Linked DNA regions of Macaca mulatta: region 1 is linked to region 2. The links are chromatin contacts, called in public Hi-C maps. All regions are on one chromosome and are shown on one strand. The core of a region is the stretch at or near the end of the contact, and the rest is flanking DNA. Distances in the headings are between cores, read along the strand shown. Region 1 has its middle 44 kb from the start of FAM3D. Region 2 holds the start of FAM107A (family with sequence similarity 107 member A).

Evidence for each region. A called contact is a pair of places that touch in the nucleus more often than the background predicts.
Region 1: a contact with region 2 is called in a Hi-C map of cortical neurons, with 5 times the contacts expected there. The contact joins the enhancer-like site here to the promoter of FAM107A in region 2. A contact is called at or near these places in 7 of 14 Hi-C or Micro-C datasets (blood, cortical neurons, fetal cortex germinal zone and 4 more).

What each region holds. Positions count from the first base shown.
Region 1 is chr2:122,207,901-122,211,541 of T2T-MMU8v2.0, reverse strand. It overlaps a transcript of FAM107A not described here. Among named protein-coding and RNA genes, the nearest start is that of FAM3D, 44 kb to the left of the region's middle. Within about 2 kb of position 1,826, at least 2 of the 40 cell types and tissues checked have an H3K27ac peak or open chromatin away from gene starts, as enhancers often do.
Region 2 is chr2:122,160,902-122,164,603 of T2T-MMU8v2.0, reverse strand. FAM107A (family with sequence similarity 107 member A) reads left to right here and starts at 2,075. Exons shown (of 4, transcript NM_001257546.1): 1 at 2,075-2,247.

The DNA.
Region 1 (3,641 bases), core at 577-3,076, 47 kb before region 2:
GACAGCACTGCCTCAGCAGTGTTTCTGGAAATGTGCTCTGTGGACCCCTGCATCAGCGTTGTGGTGTGGGGAATAGGAGGGAGCTTGTGAAACAGTCACTTTCTCAGGGCCAGTCAGACCTCCTGGGTCAGCCTCTTAGGGGCAAAGAGGGGAGGGGCCTGCACTTACTCACTAGCTCTCAGGATTGTCCTACATGCTCACTGCTCTCCGCCCACAGCGACCCAGCACTGCCGTCCCAGTGGCATAGCCAGGCTGCCGGGTCCCAGCTCCACCACCCACCTACTGTGGCGATGACCTGAACCCCTCTGGACCTCAGCTTCTTGTTTGTAAAAGGGGGCTGGTACCTGCTTCGTGGGAGGTTCAACAAGATGATGCCTTTGAAGTGCTTTGTGTGCTACCCCACCCCCAGAGGCTCCCCAATAAACAGGGGACTCTGATCCTCAGGCAACCAGTGATGACCTGTTCCATCAAGGTTGAGAAACTCAAGGAAGAAGTAATTTCTTAGCCAGGGTCATGCAGCTAGTGGGGGAAAGAGCAGGGTGCTGTTGTTGTTGCTGTTGTTAATTTGGAAAGAGGAGCTTTATTTCTCATAAAGAGTTGCAGCCTGCAGGGTGGCCATTCTGACAGGCTGGGAAGCATGGCCTCTGGCCAGAATCCAGAAACTGACACTTTGAGGAAGAGGCAAAGGGAATAGAAATTTATGCTGAGCAGCATGGCCAAATATACATATTCAATAAGCTGTGGGAGGAGTCATGCATATTTATGAAAGGAGAAACATCTGCATGCACAGTTGAGCTCCATGCCTCTTATGGGCCCCAGATACAAAAAAATGTTGGCCTTAGTGTGATCAGAGGGTGGAGTTTTCAGCCCTCTGATGTCAAAGGTGAAGCAGGGGGCACAAAAACCCTCACTGTGCATCCTCTGCAGACTGGTTAGAACCGCTCCATGATCCGTGGTCTCTTATCAAGAAAAAATGCTGGTTGGTTTTTGTGTTAAAACCACAAAAGGGAGGCGCAGTTGGTTGAAATCAGTATGGAGTCTTTTGAAAAGGCCGGTTTCTGTTTAGCTCTTAGGGAAGAAAGTCTAATGGAGGTTATCAAGGGATGGGGCACTACGGGGCGCGTGCAACCTCCCATCCCGTCATGGCCAGAAACTTGGTTTTCAAGATTTCTCTGGGGTCTCCTTGGCCAAGAGGGGGTCTGTTCAGTCACTTGCCGGGTAGGGGGGTGTTTAAAGTTTTATTTTTATTTCTTATTTTTATTGGGTAGGATTTTGACCCCGTTCTGCTTGACTCCAAACAACTCAGCCCATCCCACCCTTCCTGGTCCATAGCTCTGTCCACGGCATCTTCCTCAGCCCCACCCCAACCTCCCACAGAAGGCTGTTGGTCAGGCACCTGCTGCCCTGTGCCAGGGCCTATGTGGAGCTGGAGCCAAGGGTGAGGAGACACAGCCCCTGCCCTTGAGGCCATCCCTGTCAGTTGTGGAGACTGATAGGCAGGTAAAAAATAGTTGGGAGTGTGTGTGACAGTTGAAGCAGAGGTGACTGGGCACATGACCCCTGGGCCAGGAGTCAAAACACAACATCGTTGCTTCTATTCCTCTTAGGCAAGGTCTGGACTTCACTTTTAGGTGAAGTCACCTTTGTCCCTTGGGGAATGTCAGGGGCATAGGCTTTGCCTAGAATCCTAAACCCACACTGGCAGGGGATGGAAGGGATCACGTGGTTGGTTAAGACCAACCAGAGCCCACCCTTGGAGCCGGAGATCTGTCTCCCAATGGCATGACTGCTACTCAATGGAAGGGAGGGTGGGTGCTGGACATTTCATTGTAATGGACCTCCAGGAGGAGAGACAGTGTTCTCTCCAGCTGCGGGGTGGGCAGAGAGAGCGGAAGAACGCTGAAAGGGTCGAGGGTGTGACAGATAGACCACGGGGCCAGGAGTCAAAACACAGACATTGTTGCTTCTGTTCTTCTTAGGCAGGGCCTGAACTTCCCTTGGACTTGGCATTTTTTTAAATCTGCCCCTATCAAGGGCACCAAAGTTCCCTTTCCTCTATCAGGGTTTTTGCAAGAAGGTATTTTAACGCACAGAAGCAATCCCTCTAACACTGTTTGGAACATTCCAGAAGTTTCAACATTTGACCCGTTGGGCATGCATTGATACTAAAGAGGTGAGTGCAACCCAGATGTCTGGACAGGAGCCACATTTTAAGCCCTTGCATTGCACAGCAAGGCCACAGGTCCTGGGGCAGCAATGGGTTCAAAAAAAGCACCCTCCATGGGCCTCAGACACCAGCCAGTTCACAGACACCAACAGAATGTGGGCGTGCCATCCTCCACCCCAATCAGCAGCGGTCAGTGCCCTCGCCCAGGATAAAGGACACAACCAAAAGCTTCCAGAGGCTGCCCCTGCACAAGTCCAGTGCCCCAGGCTGCGACCGTAATGACGCCCTTAAAGGGGCTACTAAAAGGAAAATGTTCCTGAGCACAGCTCCCATGCACTGCCACTTCTGCACCAATTCGCTCATTCAATCTTCAAACAGTTCTTGGACATGGAGAGTTTTATCCCCCAGAAATCTAGAGACATGGAGAGGTTAAGCAAGAGGCTCAGGGTCACCCAGCTGGTAAGGGTGGAGTTAACATTTGACCCAGGCCACCCTAAGAGCCTGGCCTCTCAAACAGCAAACCCCACTGCCAGCGCTTCTGAAGGTAGAAACACAACAGTGCTCACATCCCACCCGGAGCCCCTCTCGGGGTATCTCATTTAACCCCTCTGAGCCTCAGTTTCCTCAGCTGTCAAGCAGCATGATGATTTACCTTCCACAGTAGGCTTGGGTGAGGTGCCCGGCACTCAGTGGGTGCTCAGGGAATGGCACATGGTCCTGTTGCTGCTGCTCTAGAGGCGGCAGGTGGAGCTTCCGCAGGGCGGGAGGCAGCAGCAGAGGCCCCTGGAGGTTCGTACATTTGGCTTTCATTCTCTAAAACATTTCTCCAAACCCAACACCACCCAGGTTTTTTGTGGCCCTGAAGGAGTCCTGTCCTCTGACCCTGTTATTTACCAAGCCACTCATTGCTTTGCATTCGTCTTCATTACGAGAAAGTTGCCTTGACTGAAACAAAAGGGGAAAAAAATAGAAGCACTATGGCTAAATTTGATGAATGGCCTGAAAGGGCGTGTTCATTCTCATGGAGCCCAGACGGCATACATCTGGCTGGGCCCTGCTGGCTCCCTGAACAATTTTCCCCACCGATGATGGATGGGCCTGCCTGGTGCTCAGGGCTGCCCAGCCCAGCAGAGGATGCCAGCTCGTTGCACCCAGCTCAGTGACGCGTGAGGACCTCATCAGGACAGCCCATGCCATCCTATCACCCCGACTCTGCCCACTGCCTCAGACGGCTTCTCTGAGGGGAATGGGGCCTCGCACCTCACTCCTGGGTGCTATGGAGACTCCACAGCTGGGTTCCCATAGGACTTCTGGGCCCACAATGGGAGGCTCGAGGACAAGAGGAGAAATGTGTCAGGAGCTCATGGGGGTGAGGAAAAAGTACCCCCCCCCCAGCAAAGGCAGAGCCCCCGTGCTGCCCAGCAGCCTCCTCACTGGGCCCTGGTCTCCGGGATCATTCCAGCCTCTCCACCTT
Region 2 (3,702 bases), core at 826-3,325:
GGTTTGAACAAGAATCTAGCTGTCCTCTTCTACCATGAGAGTTTGCGGAAGTTAAGGCAGAGCAGGGTGGGAGGCTGAGGGGGCTACCATTCAAAGTGCCTCAAGAAATGCAGAACTGGGGAAGAAGAAACAAAAAGGACCACACATTGTTTCCAGAAAGTTGTTTTTGCCCAAGAATTTGAGACCCTCTAAGTTTAAGTGGTTCGAGAATGGTCAGCGTGGCCAAGACTCCCTGGACGTGCCTGCTCTGTCCCTCCCACTCCACCCGTCTCTCACCTCCCTCGCTCCCAAGATGGCGCCCAGCCTGCCTTTACATCATACCAGGATCCACCCAGCCTGGGCCTTTCCACTGGCTCTTCCCACCTGACAAAGACTCTCCCGTGTATACAGACTTCACACAACTGACTCCTTGTGATTCAGCTACCCTAAAACACCACCCCCTTTCACCTCACCCAGCCTTGCGTTCATCACGGCATTCCTCACTGCCTGACGTCATCCTGAGTGTCTCCTTCTTTACTGGGTATCCCCCTTGCAGGTAGGTTCCCTGATGGCAGGGATATTACCTGTGTCATTCACATGGTACCCCCAGCACTTAGAACAGTGCCAGGAACACAGTAGGAACTAAATAAATGTTTGTTAAATGCACAAATAATATAGGCCTAAGAAGACACAAAGTTGCATTGGTAATGCCTCCATTCGCCTGTGATGCATGTCCTAGGCCTCATCGCCTTCCAGCCAACCAAGACTCCATGAGAAAGTAAAGTTGGGGTGGAGGCCCGGTCAACTAGTAGACCCCAGCTTCCTCAATGGGGGACTAGGATGACACTATACAATAGAAGACACTTCTAGCTTTTCGAATGAAAGTTGATTCTGAAATTAGGAGAATGCCTCCATTATCCATAAGCACCCAAGGCTGGCCTTAAGGATCTACATACATTTTTTACTTTTCTTGGTTTTTTTGTTTGTTTGTTTGTTTTTCAGGTTCTTTTGAGACAGTCTTGCTCCATCACCCAGGTTGGAGGGCAGTGGCCCAATCTTGGCTCACTGCAAACTCCGCCTCCCAAGTTCAAGCGATTGTCCTGCCTCAGCCTCCCGGGTAGCTGGGATTACAGGTGTGTGCCACCACGCCTGGCTAATTTTTGTATTTTTAGCAGAGACAGGGTTTTACCATGTTGGCTAGGCTGGTCTCAAACTTCTGACCTCAAGTGATCTGCCTGCCTCGGCCTCCCAAAGTGCTGGAATTACAAGTGTAAGCCACCATTCCTGGCCTACTTTTATATTTTACATTCACACGTTCATTCTTTGAGCCACTACTTATGGAACACATATTCTGCCAGGCAAAATGCACCATGCTGGGCTCTGGCCTCAGTTCACATAGAGTCCAGGTCTCTGCTGGAGAAAAGTCCCATATGCTGAGCTTTGACTGTGTGCTTCACTAATGTCATCTCATCCATGTCACCTCCCAACCACCCTGGTATGCTCCACGTTTGACAAACACAGAAACCAAGACACAGAGACACTGAGTGGCTGCTGAAGGGGCTGGTGCTGGAGCCAGGGCCAACACTCGAGCCTGCTGAGACCCAGACACGGTGCTTCCCCTCTCCTACACTCTCCTGTTGGCTCCTCTGTGAAGTGCCCATGGCGTTCGGGGTATCAGGAAAATGTTGTGTACGGAGTTTCTGACCCATTCGTGGATAATCAAGAACTGACCCAATGCTGAGCAGTTTCCCCTCCCTTTACACCCCACCCCTTTCCCCCCAGAGCCATTTTCTCCTGAAGAATCCACACCACTGCCGCAGGAAGCTTGGCTTCCCCTCCCATGGGGAAGTGCTGGAATCCACTCTTGCCTGACCCTCCCATAAAAAACAAGGGAAATTCCTTTACGTGAGCTGCCTTGCTCAGAACAAAGCTTGGCGTGTTTCTTATTCCTCATCAATCTGACAAAATGGGTATTTATTTGTGCCTCTCAAGCGTGTGGCTTGGACATGATGTTCCGCATCGTGGAAGTGGCCGTGTACCAAGTGAAATATCTGTTACTATAGTAACAGTTCCTTTTTATTGATACCAGAATAAACAGGAATGCAAAGGCTGTCTCACTTGTTGGCACATTTCAGCAGCCTCCCGTTCCCAGGGGTTTAAGAACCGCCCTCTAGAGGCAGCCCTCCTTGCTAGTCTGGGACTTCCCAGTGGAGTGAGGAACCCAGCAACACGCTCCTGACTTCCCTTCCCAAGGACTCGACCTGAGAAGTAAGACCATCTCTGTTCTGTTTCCCCCGCTGTCGAGCGCGGTGCTGTTCGGGAGGAGGTGGAAGGGAAGGAGGGCAGACCCTGTGCACTGAAGTGGGCTGTCAGTGGACCTGAGTGCTTTGAGTTTAGGTACCTGGGCTATGTCCCAGCATCTGTAAAATGATACGGGAGATGCCTCCCGGCACCCTGGGTTTCGGAAAAGGGTAGGAGACAAAGAAGTGAGCCCCTAGGCATAGCCCTGCATTCTTGTTGATCTTTTTCTGCTGCATCCTCAGGTGAATCTGAATTAATGCATGATATAGCCTCACCTAAGTCAACTATCACACAGTATGGGGGTTTAATTCTCGGCACAACCGACAGAACACAGGTTTCAGCGTCAGAACTTGGGCTCAGATTCGAGCTCTTTCTTTCACCGGCTGGGTGATTTGGAGAAATCAGATGACTTCCCTGAACTTCAGTTTCCTTGACTGTAAAAAGAGGATAATGACAGTACCCACCTTCTCAGTCTGTCGTAAGAATTTCATATTTCATGAGATACGACTGCTAGGTGCTTAGCACAGTGCATGGCACATAGTGCATGCAGGTTAACGTGTGAAGGGCCTGCCTTTCTGGTGAATTTGGCTTTAGGACTTTGCAATACAAGGCAAGTCTGAGATTGGGCCAGAAATCAAGAGCTGTAGGATTGGGTGTGTCACTTTTTGAAACTGCTACCAAACTCAAGTCACTTCGAGCTTCAAGGCAGCCCCCACACCTGCATCTCTGGGTGACTTAGATCCTAAGTGGCCCTCTTAGTTCTGTTGGTGGTAAGTACCTGCTGGAATTTTCCCTGCAGAGGCATCTGCCAGGTAAAGTGGCTGGCATCATGCCACTAATGAGCCAGCAGGGATTCCAGGTCTGCTGATGCTTGTTCCAGATCAACTGCACAATGCTGTCCACTAACCTTGCTAAGGACCCTCCATGTCTAGCCCTGGACTCTGCTATTTAATTGATTCAAAATCCTAAATGCCCACCCAACATTCTCCCAAGGTAGGAAATTACAACGGACCCAAGGCAAAATGTTCAGGAAGTCAGCCTTGAGTCATTGCATCCAAATGGACAAGCAGCTCTGCTGGGGGCTTCCGAGCATCGACCAGAGGCTGCTGAGAGATCTGGAGGTGGCTCCCAGATACACTGTTCTTTGGCTGCTGGCCAGTGAAATACAATTAGGCACTTTCCCCATGGAGAGGAAAAAAGCCAGAAGGGTCAGGAAATCCAGTGACCATGCTTGTCACTTTTACTGAATGCCTCTTTTTCGTTTGCCAGTCGTTATTTTGAAAGCCTCTCTTCTCCTCTGCCTGCCATCCCATTAAATGCTGAACCAAGAGGGTCCTGAATGTGTTCTGAACTCAGCAGCTTGAACAGTAATAAGGAAGTGGGGGCAGAGGAGGAAAGGCCAACAGCTGGTCCTCTCCTAAA